2 separate regions of the Hermetia illucens genome follow, and region 1 is linked to region 2. Evidence: chromatin contacts called from public Hi-C data. All regions are on one chromosome and are shown on one strand. The core of a region is the stretch at or near the end of the contact, and the rest is flanking DNA. Distances in the headings are between cores, read along the strand shown. Region 1 holds the start of LOC119659399 (protein spartin). Region 2 holds the start of LOC119658948 (small G protein signaling modulator 3 homolog).

The links. Hi-C and Micro-C count contacts between places; a contact is called where the count stands out from the background.
Region 1: a Hi-C map of an unstated tissue shows a contact between it and region 2, with 6 times the contacts expected there. The contact joins the promoter of LOC119659399 here to the promoter of LOC119658948 in region 2. A contact is called at or near these places in 2 of 2 Hi-C or Micro-C datasets (an unstated tissue and whole body).

The regions. Positions count from the first base shown.
Region 1 is chr6:56,714,655-56,720,806 of iHerIll2.2.curated.20191125, reverse strand. It overlaps LOC119659399 (protein spartin), which reads right to left and starts at 2,192. Exons shown (of 5, transcript XM_038067467.1): 1 at 2,004-2,192; 2 at 551-1,099; 3 at 1-486. The coding sequence starts at 1,072. LOC119659996 (mitochondrial nicotinamide adenine dinucleotide transporter SLC25A51) reads left to right here and starts at 5,737. Exons shown (of 4, transcript XM_038068373.1): 1 at 5,737-5,933; 2 at 6,145-6,152.
Region 2 is chr6:56,585,079-56,591,018 of iHerIll2.2.curated.20191125, reverse strand. LOC119658948 (small G protein signaling modulator 3 homolog) reads left to right here and starts at 2,968. Exons shown (of 4, transcript XM_038066820.1): 1 at 2,968-3,190; 2 at 3,277-4,238; 3 at 4,303-4,789. The coding sequence starts at 3,122. It overlaps LOC119658947 (ATP-binding cassette sub-family B member 6, mitochondrial), which reads right to left and starts at 2,674. Exons shown (of 8, transcript XM_038066818.1): 1 at 2,264-2,674.

The DNA.
Region 1 (6,152 bases), core at 943-3,442, 130 kb before region 2:
ACCTCGCACGATTTTAGATGACACCTGAGTGCTGAGGTCGGCGGGGGAAGGGGCTTCGGCTGACTGGATGACGACCCCGTGCAGTATTTGTTCAAGAATTTCTAAGACGATTTCATCAGCACCGGAATCCTTTGGGACCACTATGCCAAATGAGGATCCGGTTTCAGTTGCTTCAAGATCAGGGAGAATGAAAGCACCGAATTCGGTGCGGAAACATGGAGATACGCCCGGAATGAGTGGGTATATCCATGAGTTGTCCGACTTCAGTTTGCGCATCTCTGTACTTTGAGCGTTGCTCTCATTTGGTAAGGATACAGAAGTCTCTGTAGACGCGGCTCCAGATTCTTGAGTGACGGGAGAGGGAATGTTTTCAACGTTTTGTATGCGGATGGCTTCAGAGGTTTTGATAATTTGTATGAAAAACGTTGCACTCAGAAGTTTCTTCTCGTCTTTTTCCATGCGTACGATTCGTAGGACGGAGTCTTCCTGAAATTAGGAGAAAAACTAATTTGTCTTGCCGATTTCCTATCATATACGAAGTGAAAGTTACCAGAGCAGTTGTAACGAGTCCATTTGGCTTTATGTAGTAGAGCTTAACGCCCTCACACGAGAACAACAATTCTAATGACTCAATTCCTTCGCCAGTGCATTTCATGTCTCGCAACGCCTGGGCTAGCTCAGAGTAAGTTCGAGGTCTGCTTTGCTGTGTGTCAGTCCCATTTGTAGCGCTTGCGTTCGAGCTTGTGACTGAAGTGGCGTTCCCAGCCGCGTTTTGTTTTTCGCTTAAAACCCCGATCCTCTGAACGAGTTCTGCTCGGGCGCGTTTAATTTTATGGATCATACGGCATGCATTGTCCCACTCAGATCGCACCAATTCCATGTTCTCAGGTACCTTTACGGGAATTGCAAGCGTCTCGTCAATTGCCTCGACAGCCATTTTGTAGAGGTTTAGGGCGTGATGAGGATGATCTTCCTCCTCTTGCTTGATGGCATCGTCAACCAAGTGGAATGCCTCATCATGCTTGCATTTGATTTTATCGAATGTTGATATGAAGTCATCGTCTGCGGACATTTTGGAAGCTCAGTTGGCTTGGAATCACTGGAAGAAAAAAACGGAAAGTGCAATTAACCACAAGTAAGCAAACAGCTTCTGACTAGACACCACAAAGCCAGAGGCTTATTTCTCGCATTTGATATCAATTTCTAAACATTCTTATCAGTGCGCAAAGATGAAACTAATTTTGTGGGGAATGACTCATTTTTCAGTGGAATCCGAGGTGGCATTAATTGGATTACAGATAAATGAGAGCTCCTGGATCTATCATCTCACCTACAGCGCTTGATTCGATTGGACTAGCCAACTGCGTCGTGGAGCCGAGTTGCAATGACCGGTTAGTACTCAACCGCCGACAGATAAGCACGCGAGGGACGTTGTTATGATTCTGACGACAAACCTAAACAAAGGGAGAAATATCAAGGTCACTTCCTTAATTGAAATAGAAGCTTCTGTTAACTCTAGAATTGACGACTTTTTAAAGCGCTTAATGAAGAGCCCGTTCCATTCGACAGATCTGGACTTTGTGCTGAAAGTGGGCACCGACACCGAAACTTTGCTCTCGAATACTGAGGTCAGCACTTGCTCCTTCACGCGTTTTTGTATGCCAACCCATTGGGGAACACGTATCCAAAAACTCATAGCCACTATATCACACCACTCTACTTCCTGCACACTCAAGCGCCGAGATTGAAATTGAATTCCAAATTGCGAAATTAGTCATTTACGGGTCAAATGCCAATGATGCAGCCCAGCGCCACGGGTATAAACAAACTGAATCTAATTACGATTCGCAGGAGCAATACAGCCATAAGAGCTACTCCCCTACCCGCCATTAAATTGGGAACAGTAATCATATCGTGCTTAAGCCAGCGGAAAAAGCAAAACTCAATTAATGTCGGTGCAGAATCTATTTTTCTGCAGGGAAACTTCACAGGCTATTACTCACGGAATTAATGTTGATTTACCTTCGTTTACTTCACTCCAAATTCGGGACAGCAGTTCGGAGCAACGTGCGCTATGAATCAATGGCAGCAATGGTCGCTCGGAAGGAAACGAGCGTAAACAACAGTCAATTGGACTACCACCTCGCACCCTGCGGGACTTGATGTTTTGACATCTTAAGGAATTTACCCAATGAATCTGGTGACGTCACGATACAGCTGTTGATAACGTTTGTTTTGAAGCAAGTGCAAGTATTTACAGTGGCTGATAAAACCATTTGCTATGCAATTGGTAGCTTGCACTTTCTTTTTCTTTTGTTGACCAGATAGAATACAGCTTCTTATTAATTGTACTATTTTGTAGAATCACTTTTTGATGGCAAAAATCGATTACAAAGTGCGTTAATTTAAACATATAAAAACGCTCCGGAAAGTCAAGCCCGGCCGAACCTATTGTGACGTCACGTTGGCATAACAAATCCGTATGGAGGAAATTATGCAGTATAAAGTGAGTTTGTAGAATTTTTAGAAAAAAAGTAAATTACGCAGCTACCATATGGGAAGTCACTTTGGGAAATATTTTATATGTACCATTTGAAGCAAAAAAAAAAACACAGAAATTTATTCGAACAGGCTCGTCGTACAAACGTTCCTGGGATATACATATAAATCCGTTGCAATCGCCGTTTCAATGTAAACATATCTTTAATTCAATGATAACAAGAATCGAAACAATCTACATTCTTCACTTGTTCCGCTATTTCATTCAACATAATCTGGGGAAAGTAATCACCGTTTCGGTTTGAATTTCGGGTATGTTAGCGAGCATAAGAGTAGCTTCCCTGAAAGTCAACATACTAGTCGGATTCGAAAAGTTGGATAATTCAATCTCCCTCACGTCATCCCCACAGCTTAATTTTTTTAACGTATTGTTTTGGACTCACTAAAATGCATAGCTTTGAGGAAAAATTGCGGTTAGTTATGAATTAAAATAGAGAAACCAGAACAGCTCATTCGCGCGCATGCCAACAAAAAAAAAATTAAGACCCATGCGCACACATGAGGAAATAACATATCAGACGGTGTCGGTGAGACCCGCGCTATTGGACTTCTGCCCTATTTAAGCATCCCCTTGCTTAATTCGCCCATTTCTTGACAATTCATCGAGAAAAAGGTACTATATATATACATCGTAACTGCTAGACGCATCAGGTATAAAAGGTTTTGTGTTTCCTTATGTTAGGAATGATGAGTGTATGACAGTTCTGTGTGTAAACAGTTAAAAATTCCATTGCAATCTATTTTTTAAAAAGCCATTTACGCAAACAATTTGATCTGGAAAGGATTGTATTGATAACAGTCAACCTCATACGCTTCACACTAGGAATTTAATGTTATTAGCAAGTTAACTAACAACAGATACAAAAATTATGACGTCAGCATTTTATTTGCATGAAATTGATAAGTTTAAACTGCTATAACTTTGACAGTAATAGCCTCATTTCCACGAAACTTGGCACGCGTATACGCGATACTGTCCTCTACCCCGATGATAGGGGTCTTAGGATAAACTTAAGGGGGTTTTCAGTCAATTTCTAAAAGTTGGTTATATACTATTAGTAAGTTTATTTGAATAGATGTAGAAATGGGACATATTTTGAGGTCTAGATTTCATATAAACACACCATGATGATTTTTTTTTCAGATTTTTGGATTGGGTAGTTTCCGAAAGTGAGCCCTGTTTCACTTTTAATGTGCACCTTTTGACTTCTTACTCACGCACATTACAAACAACGTCAAAACTAATATTATTTTAGAAAGTACTAATCGAGTCTTTTCATTTGATACCCCACATGACTATATCCAGTGAAAAAAATCTTACATCACCCCTTTGCATGTATAGGGAGCTCCTTTTTAAAATTCACGTAAATTTAGATCAGTCACTGTATGCGTGGGATTTCATAGCTCCCGCCTGTTCATCAAATTTCACCCGGATCGTATTTATGTTGTGCTTAGACTCCGTTTTCGTCGCTAGTAAAGTTTTATTTCGCAAATATTAGTATTTGGAAGCCGGAAGTAGCAGTGGATAGGTCACATATTAAGGGGGTCACCTCGGGTGTCAGATCCGCGGAATTGATTTTTTTTTGCATCAATTGGATCTAGACATATAGTAGAATATATGGACAAAGCGATTTTTCGATATTAGGTTAAACACGTAATAAGTCACATACCAGATTTATGACGATCGCCGTAATAAAGCGCGTATTTATTGGTCCGAATGACTTCACTAAAAGGACAAGAATTGAAGCCAAAACTGTAAATATGTTTCTTGAAGTAACCTAAGGTTTATGGACTAGGTATAGCAGATTAATGATCAGTTAAGATTTTATAGCTAAAAATCATATTCTACTTTTTAAATGCGTTTTTCTCGAAACTGCAAGTTGAAAATCTGCTGCCAACATAATCCAAAATCTATCCAACGAAATTCTTTGAAATTTTCACGAGATATTCAGAACATATTTCTACAGTCCGCAAACTAGGATAATTGCGATTCATTCTGTAGTTTTTTTTTATTCATTAAAGAAGTCTTAAAAAACTCCAAAAATCACAAAAACAAGTTTAACACTGCGCCAAAAATTTAGCTTTTAATATTTTTTAATAATCCTAGTTTGCGGACTGTAGTTAAGTCTGCACGTTAAAACGCCGTTTATTTTTTTCTTTAAGATGCTCGCAGCGCCCTCTGGCTTGGCAGCAGAAAAAACCTGTTTTTGGAGATGGGTGTATAAATTGCTCTGTATTCCAATAATGAACTACGCTGGCGGGCTGTAAAAATTATTACGCATGCTCAAGATATTAATAAATATATGGTGAAAAATTGGTATTTGTATCTTTGTCCAGTTCGTCACAAAAAAAAATTCTAAAAAAGCAAAAAAAACGGCCTTCACACGGGATGACCCCCTTAAGGAGGACCCACAATTACATTACTGGCTAGGTCATGCAGTGGAGTCCACTCTCCCAAGATGGCCGATGGGCAGGTCGCCCCAAGGGGGCTTGGCGCAGAACTGTAGAGAAGGAGTGCAGGGATCTGAAGTGTTTTTCAGGGAACTGGCGCGTAGGTGTGGATGACGCGCTATACCCCACCAACGGGTAAATTGGAAACAAGTTGAAAATTGGTCTAGAACAGACGATCCTAGATCCATGGAATTAGGAGCATAATTTTGGAAATTGGTAGTCATTTTATGTTCTCAAAGTTCCAAGCAAATCCAAAATTGAAATGTCGTTTTTGGTGTCATTTGGTAAGATAATTAGGATGTGCCCAATCTTTGATACAAGACTCTTGGAATCCATTCTAGACAGAGTGCAACTATAATTGTCCACTGAGATCTCAAGTAAAAACTTAATAACCGCTAATGAAGGCTCTCAGTAATTTTTGTCATTTGCAATCAGTACTTTCAGTACTAATTATGTCCTCAGGAAATCTCAAATCTCTTCCTCAGGAATCTTAAAATTGGCATTTTACAAAACAGGGCCATGGATTACAACGTAGACAGCGCACCGGCAAATTTTCCTATATTTGTTTGTCTAGTTTTTGCAAAAATGCGCACGAAGAACTATCTTCATTACAAAATCGTTTATCATATCAAAGTATCCAACGATTTTACTCCGAAAACTTTATTCTACACAACTTCTGCTTTCTGGTAATGCCTTGTCGAAATCTGGCCAAATGTTGACTATTCGGGAAATCAAATGTCAAAGCAAATCAAAATGTTCGGATCAAAATGTGATTTTGACATTTATTTCAGTAGTGATAAAATTTCGATTAGTATCCGCACGTTGAATGGTTGACCGTTTTTTTTCAATGCCAAATCAATTCCCAGCATCACTTCACACCAGTCTGCTTTCATTTTGAATGTGGCGGACCCTATAGAAATATTGTAAATGAATTGTGTAGTTCCAATGTTTAGATACTGAGAAATTATATAACGAAAGCTGCAATTTGCGTCGACTTGTATAATTGCTCAGCGTTTTTTTCATTAAAAACATATGTGAAATTTGATAGCGTGTTTATTTAGGCAACAGAAAATCAGATCCAAGAAATGCTATGCTTTGAGAAAACACGGTGAAAGGATGTTATCAATTTTTCAGGTACTTCT
Region 2 (5,940 bases), core at 1,719-4,218:
AACGCACAGACTGTTCCAGACCGATATCCTATTTCACTCATACACGACTTTGCGCATCATCTCGCAAACTGGCGCATCTTTTCGACCTTGGATTTAACCAAGGCGTATCACCAAATCCAGAAGACATTTCAAAGACGGCAATATGCACACCCTTTGGACTCTTCGAGTTCACACAGATGACTTTCGGGTTGTACAATGCGGCGCAAACCTTTCAAAGGTTAATTCACTCGTTCTTGCGAAACCTCGACTTCTGTTTCGTATATTTGGATGATGTTTTGGTCGCTTCTTCCTCAATTACCAGCTTTCCGCGCCCGAAAACTGTGAAGGATTTGCGGAGGTTCTTGGGCATGCTAAACTTCTATTGTCGTTTCCTGCACAAGACCGCCCAACACAAGTCCGTTTTGAAAACGTGCTCGTCTGGCCCAAAAAAAAAAGAACACACGAGAGATTGTGTCGTCTGAAGAGGCTGTCCGCGCGTTTGATAAATCCCGACAACTGGCTGGTGCTGCATTTCCTCGTTTTTGTTGATGCCTCTGATATGGCAGTAGGTGCTGCTCTTCACCAAAAGGTGAATCAAGTCTGGCAGCCGTTGAGCTTCTTCTCCAGAAAGTTAAACCCCAACCCCGCTGCGCCACATCTTCATTGTTTTCGTTTGACCAGTGCGATTCTATGTTGTTCGTGCTTTTGGCTTTGGCGCTACCGTTGCGACCATATACTTCGTCTTGTTTTCATTAATGTGCAGCCCAAGATCTCGCGCCGCCTGCTCGATCTGGATGAAGGTAGACTGACATCTCGGGTTGTTCTTCCCATGATGTAGATATCTTCAACGTAGGCCAGTAGTTAGGTGGATTTGAAGGGGATGGTGGCTCTCGCATTTACATCGGCATCGCGAATCACTTTTTCCAGGGCCAGGTTGAAGAGGACGCATGATAGGTCATCCCCTGGTCGTAGACCGTTGTTAATGTTGAATGATCTCGAGAGTGATCCTGTTGCTTTTATCTAGCCTCGCACATTGGTCAAGGTCATCCTAGTCAGTCTTATCAACTTCGTTGGGATACTGAATTCTCTCATGGCCGTGTACAGTTTTACCCTGGCTATGCGGTCACAGGCGGCTTTAAAATTGATGAAAAGATGGTGCAACTGATGTCCATATTCCAACAGTTTTTCCATTGTTCGCCGCAGAGAGAAAGTCTGATCTGTTGCTGAATTGTCTGGATTGAAGCCTCTTTGGTATAGGCCAATGATGTTCTGGGCGTATAGGGCTATCCGGCCTAGTAAGATATAGGAGAATATCTTATAGATTGTACTCAGCAACTCAGCATCAAAATACTCAACCCATCGCTCCAATATGCCCATTCTGTCGGAAATCAGATTTCCCTCTTTGTCTCGGCAGGATGAACATCGAATGCCATACTTTAACGTACGACTGGTTTTAGTAAATACATTTAAACTATGCACGAATTAAACCGCCAAACCTGATAATAGTGTCTTCGATTTTCGGACAAAACAGCAGCCTTGATCTCAAAACTCTCATGATCCAACACTTATTGGGGTGCAAAACCCCTCTGTAGGGTTGAAAACAAACAATTTTCACCAACAATTTTGGAACATCCAAACTATAGTCTAAAACAATTTCGGGTTAATTTAATACACAGGATTCTTGGGAATCAATTTTTTGCCTTTCCTGAAAAAAGACGTTTCGGTAAATGTGATTTTTGGAACTAGCCCCCCCGCCCTTCCTAATCTCAGGACGGTCAACGAATATGTTGCCCTTGAAAAACTTGGCGCAAGGCAGTCAGGGAAAACCCAGGCTTCTCACATTGTCAAAAAACGGAGCGATGTTATTGATGAGATATTCCACTAACACTGCTATACCCTTCTAAACGTTTATTCACGTAAAGTAATCATTGAAATCGCGAAAGCAAACGCCGGGTAGTGCTGAGCAAGCAGAAAAAAATGTCTGCGGTATCTAACACTGAACCTCACAATCCCACAAAAGCCTGCACATCGTACGGTAAACAATAGATTTTTTGTAATTCAATATTTATACATGCATGCAGACATGCGGCAACTTTAGCCAGACAAACCGATAAATCAAATGATACAATCATTTGGCGATTTCGGGTAAAGTCGCTCCCCCGCTCGTTAGCCACAAGGGCGGTCGCGTAGACCCATTTCTTCGCTATGACTTAGCACTATCTCCAATCCTAACTTCCTCAAAACTACTAACTTACACAGTAGAAGGGTTGTTTACGCCACTCACTTCCTCCTCTATTTCATAATTCCTCGAAACGGCGCTACTACTCCTTGATACGCAGTTAATTTGATTAACACGTACAACACAATATCACAAGACTTATTTGCACTGCTCCGAAATTAACTCAACAATAAATTGCTTCAGAAAAAACTTACTGAGAACAATTTTGGAGTTGAATATCCACTGCACTTCTCAGCCCCGGCGAAATTGAACTACAAATATTTCACTCCGCGGCGAATAATTCACTAGGCCGAGAGTACATATTCTATCTGAATATGTTAAAATCAGTTTCGAAGCAGAATAATACGTCAAAATTAAGCCAAACTGCACACGATACTTTTTCGTGTGCACAACCCAGTACCGAATAGTACAAAACACTTGATTATGACACTTATTATTGGGATGCCCTGACAATCCGAAACATTTTCGGACAATGGCCTTTTGACAAATGACTTTCCTGTACAGCAAGCCCACTAGGGGTGCCCGATGTAAAGATTTATGTAGAGTTTTACGTTCTTCTCTACTTTTGATAGAATATTATAAGTTTTCATATGTGATTCCTCTTCTCCGCTTTGATGGAAGGTCGTGGTAATGATGTAACAACATTTTAAACCGGTCTCTAGTCATTACTCATTTGTAAACAAACAGAAGTTTCCGAAAACGATGACGTCATCGACCATATGACTACTACCAATTCTGACATCAGTGACGTTCACCTGACACCTATGCAGAGAAACGAAAAAAACAGGAACACAAGCTACAATCTCCGCAAATGTCAAGACGGCAACAGATTTTATTTATTTAGCGTAGATTTTCTTTAAATTGCTTGTGGGGGAGTTGCACGTACGGGTCCTGCCGAGTGTAATGGAGATGGCAAAGCAGTTATTTGGCTCGCGCGACCACGAAGGCTACGTGGGCAAAGAGGAACATGCCGTAAGTACTCCAAAATCTTCATATCTCGCCCACGATGAAAAGTATTTCTCCCCTAATCGATTGTCTGGTAATGTTACGTTCAACAGCGCAAATTAGAGACAGCGATATCAGAGGATGATAACGACTTCCCGGAAGCTACGGACGAACTGAGCGTCGTTGATGGCTTGCGACCTTCGCCCGGTGGCCCGTTCTCGGCTTTAACACCATCAATGTGGCCACAAGATATTTTGGCGAAACTGGGTCAGCCAGAGTCGGACGATCCAAATGACCAGCCAGATTACCGTTTCGATGAATTCGGCTTCCGAGTGGAAGAGGAGGATGGCCCCGAGCAAAATTCCAAGAAACTTTTAGGCATTCCGTTTATTGAGGACCCACCACATCGCTTGCAGTGGATCGCCCACCTGGAATTCTCGCATAATAAGGAAGCAAGTGAACTGACGTGGGAGAACATCGACATTGTACTGCCCCGTACAGAGAAACTACGAAACATGGTCCGTGAAGGAATTCCACACTCACTGCGACCGCAGATGTGGATGCGTTTATCGGGTGCTCTACAGAAAAAGCTCAACTCGGAAATATCCTACAAAGATGTCGTTAAAACGTCCAGCAATGATGCCTTGATGACGTCCAAACAAATCGAGAAAGATCTGTTGCGAATTCTGCCAACGAATGCCTGCTTCAGCAGTCCAAATGGGACAGGAATCCCTCGCCTGCGAAGAATCCTACGTGGTATTGCCTGGCTTTTTCCTGATATCGGTTACTGCCAGGGGACAGGTGTGATTGCCGCCTCTCTACTGCTGTTCATGGAGGAGGAAAATGCCTTTTGGATGCTTGCCACAATCGTGGAGGACCTGCTCCCGGCCTCATATTACTCGTCAACCCTGCTGGGCATCCAGGCTGATCAGCGAGTATTACAAACATTGATTGCGAACTACTTGTCCTCAGTTGATGATACCCTTAAATGCCATGACATCGAACTCTCTCTGATCACGTTGCACTGGTTTCTGACGATTTTCGCGAATGTCGTCCACATGAAGATTCTATTAAGGTCTGTTCTTCAATTCAGCCGAATCCAACTTTCAATCAAAACTAATGATTTCTTTCTTTTAAAGAATTTGGGACTGGTTCTTCTATGATGGCTCAATCGTCCTATTCCAAATTACCCTTGGAATGCTGAAAATCAAAGAAGACGCGCTCAAAGTCCTTGAAAATTCTGCTCAGATCTTCAACTCACTCTCAGACATTCCCGGTGAAATTGATGACGTTGAAGTTCTGTTTCAAGTCTCCTCTGAAGTCGGAGGGTCGCTAAGCCGCACAGTAATCGAGACACATCGACGTCGACACTTGGCTTATCTTATGGCCGACCACGGAGCTCTGGTGGGGAATCCAGAATCAAATCCAAACTTGCCCAAGCAACATTTAGTGAGACGACAGGTGAAAAAGAACAAATCCATGCTGCAAGCTCTCATGTTTGGAGGCAACGAAATGGAGGACGATGTAAAAAACAAAAACATTCGACAGACAGAGATTCTGGTTGATCTCAGGGAGGCGATTTTGAAAGTGGCAAGACATTTTTTGACGATAGAACCAAAGCTGCAGGTAAGTTGGAATTTTGACTATTTTTCACCCTATTGAACTTGCATTATGTACTCCGAGGTTGGTTGCTTTTTTCGACGCAACGTTTGTTGTGGTTTATTAGACGAACCAATATAAACAGTTCATTACCTGCCTAGCGTGTAGCCGTCGATGTTTTCTAAAACAACAAAAACCATTACAAAAGACAAGCGAACAAACAGGAGGCAGACTAGCTGATAAGTAAGCAGTAAATTTTTGGAAAAAACTCTTACTAATTGATCACGTAGAACTTCTGTTAGCCGACAACAATCACATCAATGAAGGGTAAAAAACGTGTAACTGTGGCATAAATAATGCAATCAAGCCTTGAGTTAGAAATCCTATACCTAGCAAAATCCGCCATGACTCCAAGAATGAAAGACTGGTCAAACTTACTATTATAGTTTCATTCGTTATAAAATAAGTGGTTTCCCAGTGAATTGTTGTGCCTTAGAGTTGGATCTGCTGCAACTGGAAAATTTTCTGGAGTTATGATAGACCAATAACGTCTTGCTTATCTCAAGTTTTCGACTTTTTCACAATCTGTACACGCAAACCTTGCATACGTCCGATCGCATCGACGTATGCTCACAATCGAGGCCTATTTGGATCATGATTTTGACATTCTTTACCCTTAAAATGTATAGTCACATCGCAGGAACTTGATTCCGTTACAATTGTTATAGTGGACCATTATAAATAAATTCAGGTAACACGTTAGGCATATTCGAGAAGTCTATTGAACTGCGGCTTAGTAATATTATATTATATAGTATAAGGGATAGGAATTTGTGGAGTAGAAAGTCAACAGCCCCTTCGTCGTCACGTTTTATGCCCCACATAAGGGGTATACCGCCGCAGGCATCGGAACCACCTGGTGTTTACTCAGCAATTTCGAAATAAATACTTGACCGTACACTCCCAATGGTATCGAGCCTAGAATTACTAGAACCTTTTTCTATCAGAAAAGATGTCTGATTGTTTTTTTGTCATGTGCACACACTTCTCAACAGAGATGTTAAGTGCTCCCAGAATACTCACTTTCTACTACTTGAGCGAGCATTTCGGCGATATAAATTGAATATTTTAAGCTTACGCGAAATAAAATGGTGGAGAGTACTCCTCTTTCCCTTGCG